2 separate regions of the Mus musculus genome follow, and region 2 is linked to region 1. The links are chromatin contacts, called in public promoter capture Hi-C maps. All regions are on one chromosome and are shown on one strand. Each heading gives the region's core, a stretch centred on a gene start, on an enhancer-like site or on the middle of the called end of the contact. The rest is flanking DNA. Distances are from core to core; before and after follow the strand shown. Region 1 holds the start of Cdkl1 (cyclin-dependent kinase-like 1 (CDC2-related kinase)). Region 2 has its middle 17 kb from the start of Abhd12b.

The links. Promoter capture Hi-C pulls out the DNA fragments that hold promoters and counts their contacts.
Region 2: a contact with region 1 is called in a promoter capture Hi-C map of pre-B cells, with 2.7 times the contacts expected there. The contact joins the enhancer-like site here to the promoter of Cdkl1 in region 1. A contact is called at or near these places in 5 of 39 promoter capture datasets (the 3T3-L1 cell line, the C10 cell line, cranial neural crest and 2 more), 2 of 115 datasets of contacts at active chromatin or transcription factors (forebrain and microglia) and 1 of 9 other capture datasets (adipose tissue).

The regions. Positions count from the first base shown.
Region 1 is chr12:69,786,727-69,793,041 of GRCm38.p6, reverse strand. Cdkl1 (cyclin-dependent kinase-like 1 (CDC2-related kinase)) reads left to right here and starts at 2,335. Exons shown (of 10, transcript NM_183294.2): 1 at 2,335-2,399; 2 at 2,778-3,055. The coding sequence starts at 2,888. It overlaps 4930512B01Rik (RIKEN cDNA 4930512B01 gene), which reads right to left and starts at 2,698. Exons shown (of 8, transcript NR_033573.1): 1 at 2,591-2,698.
Region 2 is chr12:70,134,062-70,140,376 of GRCm38.p6, reverse strand. No RefSeq gene overlaps it. Among named protein-coding and RNA genes, the nearest start is that of Abhd12b, 17 kb to the left of the region's middle. Within about 2 kb of position 4,081, at least 140 of the 459 cell types and tissues checked have an H3K27ac peak or open chromatin away from gene starts, as enhancers often do. A contact at or near this core is called in adipose tissue and pre-B cells, where this site is marked.

The sequences.
Region 1 (6,315 bases), core at 1,086-3,585:
GGAAAGAGAGAGAGAGAGAGGTGCATAAGGGGTGGTATTTTTTTGAGACAGGATCTAGGCTGGCTTGAACTGCCTGTGAGGCCTGGGAATAGACTTTAACCTTCCTGGTCCTCCTACCTTTAGCTCCCAAGTGTTAGATTTACACGAATATGTCACTAGTCCTGGCTCTCCAAGAATTATTTTAAAAATAATTTTTTCATGATTTAATTTTAGAAAACGTTTGACTTGTAAGCTTACTTTATATACCTATATAACCTGAAGACAGTTAAAAGCTTCTCGTGAAAAAAAGGACAGAGTGAGCAAAGCTCAAGAAGGCCCACAAGGGCATAGCTGTCAGGAGGCAGGTCATTAAGCGTCCTCTTAGAGGCTGCCTACAGCAAGCGTAAGTGAATAAGTGAATAAACAATTAACCACCAATGTGCTTACTAGCATAAGACTGCTTTCAATAACAACTCAGAGCAGTGTGGTCTTGCCATCACACAGAAGAACCTACCCAGTGAAAAGAGAAAGTGATAAAGAAAAATCAAAATGTCCCTACTTGGTGGTCCCTATAAACAACTCTCTTAAAAGGTGAAGGAGAACATTGTCAGAGACAGGAACAATAACAGCAATCCTGTCTCCCACTGGGGGCACCTACCTGGCGAGCACAGGGTCCTGAGCTCCACCCAAGTATGGAAATTAGTAATAAGATCGCCATCTTGTACTTAATTCAATCAACTAGAGGGGTTTTGTTTGTTTGTTTGTTTGTCCTTCTGCCTTTTGCCATGTCCCAAGTGAGAACTGCAGCCCACTGGGGAAGAGAGAGGTGTTGGCGCCAAAAAATTTCCATAAGTCTCTTAGAATCCTGAAGCGAGAACACATCTATAGGGAAGGTTAAAAGTCAAATTCATATTAAAACCATTAGAAGCCATTAACCATCTATTTTAATAGCTAAATCCGCTGGTGAGATGGCTCAGCAGTTAAGAGAGCTGACTGCTCTTCCATAGGTCCTGAGTTCAAATCCCAGCAACCACATGGTAGCTCACAACCATCCGTAATGAGACCTGACGCCCTCTTCTGGAGTGTCTGAAGACAGCTACAGTGTACTTACATGTAATAATAGATAAATAAATATTTTTAAAAAATAGTTAAAGCCAAAAGGACCGCAAGGATGCCGGGCACTGGGGACATTGCAGGTGGGAAGGTAAAATGGAAAAGATAAGCTCAATGTGCAGAGGTCTCCCGCTAAGGATTTCCCCAAGAAAAATGAAGACCTGGCTTCACAGAAAGCACCATGCACGGCGTCTATAGCGGCTTCATGTATAATCACCCCACACTGGAAACAATCCAAATATCCTTCAACCAGGATTGAATAAACAAATAAATACCAGTCAGTACGTTCATACAACAGAACGCTACCCGGCAATAAACAGGAAGACACTGCTGCTAAATGCAAGATGTGTGTGGCTCTCAGATGTATTCTGTGAAGTGAGAATCTGACTCAATAAAAGCTGTGCACTGTATGTTTCCATGTACGCGATATTCTGGGCAAGGCAAAGCTATCGAGAAGACAAAAGTCAAAAAGAGTAGGCATTCACATTTGCACATGATTTCTGGGGAGGGTCCCAGACCACCACGAGTCTATTCTAGTAACTCATTATACCTCTACCCTTTGCCAGGCAGCCGTCACGCTCGGTATGCCCAGACCCAGCTTCCTCTTGAGCTCTGTGTACATTTGCATCGCACGTTCCTTGCCCCGGGTTGGCCAGGTTTCACATCGTGCGTTTTCTCTGCTGTAGCCCTGCCGCCAGCACACAAGCACCTCGGCGCCTAGCATAGGGGATGGAAGGGCTGACAAAATGTAGAGGCTGTCTGTGCGATCCTTATTTCAAGATTTCCTGCATCCATCAACTGCCACTGTCACTGTACTGAAACAGGTTCAATAAGAAGGTGATTGGGGAAAGAGTCAAGGCAATCAAAGCAGGCTCTGCACCGCCAAGACCCCACTACATGGGAGGGAAGGCCATCCTGCCTCCCTCTATTGCCTCACTCTCTCTCATTCATTTTTCGAAGCTGCAGCACCGAGCAATTGCTGTCCTCCGGGGTTCACAGGCGAGGAACGGACACCAAGGAGTGGACGTAATAAGGTATGGACCTGGTCACCCTAGCCCGAGCAGGCTGCTAGGACAGCCTGGGAGCAGGCGTTCTCCCTGCAAACTCTCCATGCTGTGATTTCCACGATTTAAACCCTCTGGACCTGCAGCGCGGGGTCAGGGACCCGGCCAAGTGGCTGCGGGTACAGCAGGGCGGAGGGCGGCCCCGCCCAACCGGCGCGGTTCCCATGGGGATCGCAGCAGTCACCCAGCCGAGCTGCAGGCTGCTGTGCTAGAGCTGGGCCGAGAGGCGCCTCAGGAGTCAGGGTGGGAGGTCCCCACAGTCCCTGCAGTTCCCGCAGTCCCCACGGGCCCGGTTGCCCAGCCGGTGTCCTCTTCCGGAGGGAATTGAGACCCGAAACTAGAACCGGGGAAGCCCTTCGCCTTCCTGGTGCTCCAGCCAGCTCAAGTGTCTTAGATCGTATGAACCATAACGTTAAAAAGATAGATTATCTTACAGCTCGGCTCGTTTTTGGATGCTGGCTACATCTTTAGCTCGAGGGAATGAAACAGACAACTGAAATTAGGTCACCCATGGCAGCCACCTGTAGACTCCCAGCCTTGACCGCGATGTCATTGCTGGGTGGGGGTGGAGTCCACACCTGGCTGATCCTTATTCTTTAACTCGCGCCTTGTTTTCTCTAGATCGCGGACGACAGCCCTTACTTGATGAGGCTCGAGAGAGGTCAGTTCATAAACGACCTTTAAAAACTATATGAAAATCCGTTCTCAAGAAGACTTGCTCCTCCTCTGTAATGGAAAAATATGAAAAAATTGGAAAGATTGGAGAAGGCTCCTATGGGGTAGTGTTCAAGTGCAGAAACAGGGACACGGGTCAGATCGTGGCCATCAAGAGGTTTCTGGAAACCGAAGATGACCCTGTCATAAAGAAAATCGCCCTTCGAGAAATCCGCATGCTCAAGGTAGCTAATTTGCTTTTTCTGTGCTAGATAGATGCTCTGGGCTGAGGCTCTGCCCTCTTCCCACACAGCCTTTGTCTTCAATGGCACAAATCAGAGTCTGTGCGCAGAGAACGGATTATGTAAGAGTAAGAAGGTGGACAGGAGAGGTGTGGGGCTCTCTTGGCGTCAACTGCAGACAGTCTTTTCACGGGTCTCTAAGAAGCAGAATTTAAAACAACTCGACTTTGCTAGAGTTTTTGAGTTTTGAGCTTCCAGCTTGTTTTCATTTTGTATTTTTAACCCATTGTCCTGTTTTCTTGGGCTATATATGCATCTGTATATGTGTGTTCATGTGTGCGCGCATAAATGTGTGTGTGTGTGTGTGTGTGTGTGTGTGTGTGTGTGTGGCATTTGGAAGCCAAAGGTTAACACTAGCCATCTTCTTCAACCATTTTCCCCCTTGTATATGGATACAGTGTCTCACTAGGATTGCTAGCCAGTGCTCTCCAGGATCTAGTACTGGGATTGCAGGTGGACAGCTGCCCTCGGGCAGCATTTATTGTGAGTGTTGGAATCTAAGCTTAGGTCCTTGGACAAAGGTGTTCATTACAAGACAAAAGTGTGTTCCCTCTTATTCTGGAAAGAGGCTTCTCTGAATTTCTCAGAGGCAATGCAGCTGCTACTGCAGGATGAGGCAGGCCATGGATGGCTCCCATGGGGAATCAACTGTGCTTCAGAAAGTGTGGCCTCGGTGTTCTGTCCAGACCCTGGCCAAGTGTATGAGTGGATGATGCTCTCAGAAGGGGTGAACTCAAATGTTTGTGCCGGTTCCCAGCTGGGGTCCTCTGCCTACTCTCCTCCACACAGCCAGTGTTGCACTCTGCTCTCGTGAGCCACTGACCATGTCCACTTTCTCAGTAGAAGCTGATAGCTGCCTTACTCTTTATTTAGCATCATCATTGTCAATATTATTACTACTTTGTGGTGTTAAGGATTGAACCCAGAGACTTTATCAAATTAACAAAACCTTCTCTCACCGAGGCACATTCCCAGTCTTCAATGGGTTGATTTACTCAATAATAATAGTAATAATAATAATAATAATAATAGGCTAGAAAGATGGCTCAGTGCATAAATGTGCTCACCACCAAACTGATAGCCTCAATTTGATCCCTTGGTCCTACATGATAGGAGAGAATCGATTCCCCCAAGTTGTCCTCTGACCTCCATGGTACACAGTAACACTTATGTGTTCCATCCACCAAAATTAGTGTTCCCAGGAGCACGGTGGCTGTTCTCTTTGGCTCAGAGAATGTCCTCTCCGACCTCCCAGCACAGGTACGTGTATCTCAGCACATTTTATTATCACTGTGTTTCCAGGTGTAGCTCCCCGAGTTTCTCCTTCCAAGTCAATGCTAACTGAGTGAGAATCAAGGCCCCCAGGTTGACCTCTGACCCCACAGTGCTGTGTAGCAACTGTGTGTTCACCTACCTAAATAAATAACAATGTGAGGTGTGTGGTGAACACCACAGAGCGTGTGAAAGCAGGAAGCCCCCACCCTCTACACCAGGTGCTCAATGTTTCTCCTCTAGTCTGAGTAAGGTGGTGGGAGATTACTGGTTTTATGTCTCTTTAGCTCCAACTCTTCAAAATTATATGATATTCCTAATATCCAGTATGTACTCGGTGAATATATGATACCTAAGTGAATTGAGGATTTGTTAAATGAAGTCATATTTTCTTCATTGATCCAATAATTCTTACTGAGCCTAACTGTACCTTAAAAGAGTGTTGTGCAAAGATGTTTCACAAGCTCAGCTCTTGGGAAGTAGGTGGAGTGAAATCTACCTACTACCACCCTTTTCACTTCTGGTGTACTGAGACTCTAATGAGCAGAGCCTGTGTCACTGACATTGGGTCCCAGGGGGGGCTGGCAAGAGCTCTTCTGGTGCCGTTGATTAAAGAGAGCAAGTTAGAAGCGGATTTCGACGTTTGAGCGAGACTGAGATAAAGCAGCTGTGTTTGCGGTGGGCTGAGCTGGACCTTGAGGTGAAGCTCTGTGGTTCTAGGGGAAAGGGAGACTAATCTCGGTGGGAAACGCAGGTCGACACTACAGGGCCCCCTGCAACTAGGGGAGCTCCTAGGGAGGGTTATTGGATGCACAGTGAGAAGCATGATCCCAGATGAAGAGAAACACTCAGAGTGAGACCTCAAAGCAAAGGACAAAGGATGCTCAGTGGCCACAGGCCAGACAGGTGAGGGCTGACCCAGACAGCCCCTTCCAGAAGCCAAAGAACGGCTGCTGAGGTAGGAAGGGGGACTTTGATCATCATGCTAAATTATCTGTTTTTCTTCTGAAAAGGATAGATAGCCAAGAGGAGGAGGAGGTAGAGGAAGAAAAGGAGGAGGAGGAAGTGGAGGAAGAGGCTTTGGTTTTTTTGAGACAGGGTTTCTCTGTATAGCCCCTGCTCTCCTGGAGCTCCCTTTGCAAGTCATGCTGGCCTTGAACTCACATATCTCCCTGCATCTGCCTCTTGAGTGCTGGGATTAAAGGCATGTGCCACCACTGCCCAGTCCACTGAGATTACATTTTATGAAAAGGTTGTCATTTGCAGACTTTTGGACTCATGGCCCACGACATTTCAAAACACATTTTTTTTTTCTCCTTCTCAACTGAGTTAGAGTTGTCAGGATTTCTCCTGTTAAGTATGCGGAGCGTTGTCTGGCACCACCAGACCCTGCTGTGTTTGTGCTTTCTTTTCCCATTCCTTGCAACAGTCTTATGCTGTAGACCAAGCCAGCCTTGGACCCCAAGGTAGAGGTTGAACCCACCAGGGTCTCTCTCCTAAACTAGGCAAGTGCTATACCCTGAGCCACACCCTCAGCCTAGTCAAGACCTAAAAACAACAATGACAAAACCAACCAACAACAATCTACTATCTTAACCAGCTCTTCTTAGAAGATCAGACACTTAAATATCAAAGAGAAAGCTAAGAAGGGAATCCTTTGTGGGAAACATGGCCTCCCTGAGAGAGGACAACTGGCAATAGCATCTAGCTTCCCCTACATCGGACGTGTCTATGTTGAGTGTTGTGTGTCATTGTGTGTCTGTGTATTGCTGGTCCCTTTTCGTAGCTTCAGCACCCATGAATGACACAGCCATCATTTTCTTATCTTCTGTAAACTTCATGACTGCAAATATTACATCTGGGGACAAAAAGGTTCCCAGATCAAGTGCCATCCTGCACAGAGGATGTACAGCTCGTAAGACGGAATGCCC
Region 2 (6,315 bases), core at 2,832-5,331, 350 kb before region 1:
GTACCTTCATTTTGGGGCACAAATAGAACATTTGCCTCATACCCTGTTCATAGAGGAATTCAGCTGTATTTTCTTTTAATGCCGCACCCCCTTTGTTCTCAGATCCATTTTACAGTATCTTCCCTGATGGCTGGTTTGTTGTCCATTGCTGTAGGACAAGAAGCTTCAACATTTAGTGGGCTGGAAGCACGTCTGTTATGTGTGGCCATCAGTGCAGGCTGAGCTCAGCCGGCATGGCTGCTCAGCTAGCTTTGGTTCTCACACATAGTTGCTGTTTGGCGCTGGGCTGGGGCTGCTCAGAGCCTTGATGTGGGTGTTAGGACTTTCTCCTTCCTCGTCTGAGGCTGTAGCCTCTGCTCTCTGTGGCCTCTCTGTGTGGCCTCTCTAGTGGGGCAGTTGGACTGCTCTCCCTCCTCCTTCCTCCCTTTGTTGTCTTTCAGTTTCATTGTGATAACTTTTTTTGTTTTGTTTTTGTTTTCTTGTTTGTTTGTTTGTTTTTTCAAGCCAGGATTTCTCTATGTAGCCCTAGCTGTCCAGGAACTCAGGCTGGCCTCGAACTCAGAAATCCGCCTGCCTCTGCCTCCGGAGTGCTGGGATTAAAGGCGTGTGCCACCACACCTGGCTCTCATTGTGATAACTTTAACATGCTATAAAATCCACCCATTTAACATTTATGGTTCAGCTGGGAGTCATCATGCTTTTTTTTAATCTCAGCATTCATGAGCTAGATCTCTGTGACTCTACATATCAAGTTCCGGACCAGACATGGCTACATGGTGAAACCTAGTCTCAATCAGTCAGTCCATCAATCAATACATAGTTTACACTTCAATGTTCTCAGTGTATTCACAAAACTCATTCATGTAGTCCTAGTTGGCCTAGAACTTACCATGTAGACAATATTGTTAAAATTATGGTGATCCTCCTGCCTCTGCCTCTCAAGTTCTTTTTAATTGTAGCACTGATACATATCTCTGCATTGGCATTCTGTTCCTCAAGGTTCTCACTGATAGCATGTGTGTGTGCGTATATATATATATGTATATATATGTATATATACATATATATAATTAAACTAAGCTTTAACTTCTAAATTACGCTTTAACTATATATATATATGCATACATATATATGTACATATATGCATATATATGTAGTTATGTAGTTTTAAATCTTAGCTTAGAGGTAGAGTAGCTCTGGGCAGGACTCAGCTCATTGGCTAATAGGCAGGTGCCTTCTTGCTGTATCTTCACAAATTAAAGAGAGGGGGGAAAGCAACCAGAAACTGGGGAGAGTGAAGTAAGACACTAATGTTATATAGGGGGGTGCAGTATACACCACCATGACCTTACCTAAAGCTGGTAACCTCTCAAATACCCCATCCCCAAATATCAGCCCACTGGGGTCAGGGTTCAATACATGCTCGGGGGGAGGGGGGCACTCACAGTCAGCCTGCAACAATGTATGTAGAGTCTAAACACTGAACAAAGTTTCTTTTGTTAGTTCAGTTTAGTTTAGTTTAGTTTAGTTTAGTTTAGTTTAGTTTAGTTTAGTTTTTGTGATGGGTTTCTCTGTGTAGCCCTGGCTATCTTGGAATTCACTATGTAGACCAAACTAGCCTTGAACTTAGAACTCTGCCTGCCTCTGCCTCCCGAGTGCTGGGATTAAAGGTGTTCATATTCATGCCTGGCACTTCTGCCTTGAGTTCATCAAGAATCATATCCTCCATTTAAAGTTCCATGCATGAACCAGGCAGTGGTGGTGCATGCCTTTAATCCCAGCACTTGGGAGGCAGAGGGAAGCAGATTTCTGAGTTCGAGGCTAGCCTGGTCTATAGAGTGAGTTCCAGGACAGCCAGGGCTACACAGAGAAACCCTGTCTCAAAAAACAAAAAAAAACAAAACAAACAAAAAAAAAAAAACAAATTCCATACATGAGACGATTACTGGAGGGTTCTGACCAGTTCTAACTGCTCAGCTCGACCCCCATACTTCTGCAGCCAAAGTACTATGGGACTTAGTCTACCAGTGGATGCTGCTGCCTGTCCCATGGCCCAGTGGATGATGGGAGTCATCCCATCCCAGGAAGGAAAGAGTTGCGTGGACCTCCACCAGTAAGGCCAAACCATGTCCCCAACCCCACTTGCTTTTAGCTAGCCCCACAAGGGCCTTTGTTCACCTCCATGTTAGCCAATACAGATAAAAAGACAGTATCTTAGGCAACCGTAACTCAGGACTCACTGTACACCATGAGAACGCGTTGTTAGAGGCTCTCAGGGCTGGAATAAAACAAGCAAGCCTGAGCCTTTACCTTCACGGAAAATCCTCTTCTGCCTCTAGGGCACGGGTGACCATGATAAAACCCAGGATTTAAAATGATGGATCTGGTAATTACACAGGGCCTACCAGAGGAAACTCCCTGTATGAACACAGTCATTTAATCCTACTGCGGTTTGGGTTCCACTTGTCTGCCAAAGGTGTGTGTACTACATACTTGGTCAACAATGTAGTCGTATTGAGAGGCAGCGAAGCCATGAAGTGGTGATCTAGAAAGGTCAAGTCCTCCGTCCTCAGTAGGGATTAATTCAGTTCTCACAGGACTGGACTCCTTTCTGCAACAGGAAGCTGTCGTGGAAAGTGAGCCAGCTTCTCCCTAGTTTCCTGACTCCTGCCCGTATGCGTGACTGAGCCTTCAGAGTACAGCAGCCTTCCTTACTACATCTCCACTGCACTGTGCGGCCCCGGAAGGACCCTTGCGAGAGTTCATGACACTATGCTGTTTGGCTACATAGACTTTGCAGCTGCTAGGATCACAAGCCAAACCAACCTCTCTCCGATACCTGATGTCTAGCATATGGTCAAGGCGACACAAGAGGACAAACATAATATATATATTCAGTGTTATAAGATATATAACTATGATATTCAGTGTTATAAGAATTCTCATTTTAAAGTTAGGTAACTTGCCCATAGTCCGAAATGTAGTTTAAGACCTGGCATTTGAGCCCAGGCTGTCTGCCTCCAGCACGCCCCTGGAACACTCTCCACATCAGCCCCCCTGCCTCCACTGTGCCCCAGACACTGCAGGCTCCTCGCCTTATGACACAGTGCAGTTGTCCCTAGAGAAACACAGAGATCGGTTCCCATGGAGACAAGATTCTGCAGATGCTTGAGCCCCCTTATATCAAATTAATATCAGTTGTATGCAAACCTACAAACATCCCCTCTTCATACTTTAAATTGTACCTTATAATACAATGTAAGTGTGTATGCAGATAGGTGTTGTGTTATAGTTTCTATAAAATATCAACAAGAAAGTATACCTATACATATACCTATACATATACCTATACATATACCTATACCTATACCTATACCTATACCTATACCTATACCTATACCTATACCTATACCTATACCTATACATGTGTGTATACATGTACATATACAAAAATATGCATATATATATATATATTTGTACATGTCTGTATTTCCAATTCAGCACATATAAAACCCTTAAAGACCTATCTGTTTCAAACAAGACCCTTGATTGAACCTGTGGTCGTAAAGTCATAAATACATAAAGCTAATTGTGTCTATTTGGCCAGGTTTCCTGTCCCTTGCTTCTCATAGACGCGTGAGACTGGGGCTGCTTGGCTGTTCTCCACTGTATGCTTAGCCCGGAGAACAGCGCCAGTACACAATAAGGATGTGGTAAACCTTGATGTTTTCTTAAGCTCTTTAATGCGCCGTCTCACAAGAAGTAATCTGTTTAAGAAGCTGAAAAGGAAAGCGAAAATAAAAGGAGGAAACACACGTCGCAGTCACTGAAGGAGAAATGAACTTCTGAAGACATCTTGATAATACAGCTTGTGGGGTGACTTGTTATCCCTCGTGGGTCAGCTCAGGGTGACTGTTCAGAGCTGCCTGGGACAGTGAGTGTGTTCAGGTGGTCTTGAGTGTCCAGCCAAGGCCTGAGATTTGTAATGTGAACTAGCAGCCAACTGCAGGATTGTGTGATACACCCACCCCTAGTGTAAGGACCAATGAGAACAGACAGATGGCTGGACCCAAAATGAGAATGTGTTGAGACAGGGGCAAGGACGTAGTTCCTGGTGGTGAATGTGTCCTGAGTGACAAGAGCATCTGGGGCTCTGAGACAGGCAGAACTGATGGCACCCTGGGACGATTGGAGCCTGGAGAGGTGACACACAGGAGTGGAGATGGATATGAAGCCCAGGGCAGGGTGGAATTTCAGAGTTCAAGGTTCCAGAGGTGAGGGCGTTCTGGGCACTGACAATGCCTTGTAACCGGATAGGGGAGATGGGTGGCAAGTGTGTGGAGTCTAGGACGAGGTCTGGGAAGTGAGAAAATCCGATACTGTGTGTTGTGGGTTCCAGTGTGTAGGTTTATCAGATCAAACTGCAAACGAAAGCCTGGTCACTCACATGGTTTTCAAATATCACCTTCTCCGCAGCTCACGTCTCATCAGAAATGCGCTCTTTAGGGTGACTCTAAAACAGAAGCCCACTTGAAAGCTACAAACCGGGATACTGGCATCACCTCCACCCAGGGGGTTCATAAAAGTAAGAGCTGTCAGTCTTACATCACGAAGGTCTGGTTCCGTCTCAGAGATCCTTTGCAATGAAATTCTATGTCAGCCAGCTTTTGTTTCACTGCTGCGATAGAACAGCTGGCGTAAACAAAGGAAAGGAAGATTCATTTTAATTCATGGTTCCAGGTTGTCTGTCTACCACGGTAGGGAGGGGAAGTCATGGCAAACAGGACACAGCGAGAATGAGAGTCGAGCACTAGGGACCAGGTGTGTTCCTGGTGACCTACCTCCTCCTGCCAGGCCCCAGTGTTTCCACTACCTCCTAAAACAGCTCTAACAATAGCTGGGCACTAAGTGTTCAGCAGACAAGCCTGGAGATGAGATCTCATAGTCAAACCATAATATCCTGCCTCTGGCCCCTGGAGACACATCACCATCTTGCAATGCAAAATGCGCATAGCCCATTTCTAAAAGTCCCCCAAAATGAACAGTTTGAGCACTATTTAAAAGTATTAAGTTGAAATCTCTGAGACTCAAGGTAAACTCTGTAAGCCCCTGCCAAGTCAAGTCCTGTACTTCTAACAGAAGACAATACCTAGTAAGGATTCTCAATCGATAAGGGAGAAGACGAGAAAGAGTGGTCAGATCAAAAAGCGAGACTGCAACCCAATGGGGGCAAACAGTAAATCTTACAGCCCCATGTATGGCATCTGGCATGTTGTCAGCTCAAACAAACTTGGGCAGTCCCTTTTGTATGATCTTATTGGTTGCAGCCCACGTGACCTCCCTCTTGGCCTGGCTTCTTGTTGACTATAGCTTTTCTGGGCAGCTGTTCCTCGTTCTTGGGAGCTCCAGCATCATAGCGTCTCCGTCACAGCCCAGGTTTCACCTTCACAAGTGCACACAGCTCCCTTTCGGGTGCTACCTGTGAAGATTCTGACCTTGTCATACCCGTTGCCTGACCTTCGGGCTCTTTCCTGAAATCTGAGCGGATGCCTCTTTAGCCTGTGATTCTTGGCGCTCTGCATGACTGCAAAACCATCAACACACGGGCAGTGCTCAAGGTCCGCAGCCGCTTGGGCAGCCGTGTTGGTCTCCGAGTGCCCGTGCAGCTCGGTGAAGTGAATCCTGGGAGACAGCTTTCAGGCAGTTCTCTGTGGGACCAAGGCGCTCCAGAGGCTTTTGGTCTCAAGTTGAGTTTTCTTTTCAGTTGAGTTTACCCTTTCACGCCCTTGAGCCTGCTAAAGATGGGTCTGCCAGTTTCTGGCATGCCCTCAAGGTGCCTTTCCTATAGGAATGATAGAAAATGCTTTGCTATTCTTAGTGGCACCAATCTCTTCAGAAGCCAGGCCTTCCTTAGCTGCAGCTTTCCACTTTGCACGTTTCTTTTTTTTCTTTTCTTTTCTTTTCTTTTCTTTTCTTTTCTTTTCTTTTCTTTTCTTTTCTTTTCTTTCCTTCCTTCCTTCCTTCCTTTCTTTCTTTCTTTCTTTCTTTCTTTCTTTCTTTCTTTCTTTTTTTTTCCAAGACAGGGTTTCTCTATATAGCTTTAGTTGTCCTGGAACTCACTTTGTAGACCAGGCTGGCCTCGAACTCAGAAATCCACCTGCCTCTGCCTCCCGAGTGTTGGGGATTAAAGGCGTGCGCCACCACACCCGGCTTACTTTGCATGTTTCTTAACGAACTACAAGTTATTTAAGTTTTTTCTCTCTAATTATTTTTGTCTGTTCTCAATGTAAACTTGGCCAATGGCAGTCTGTAATA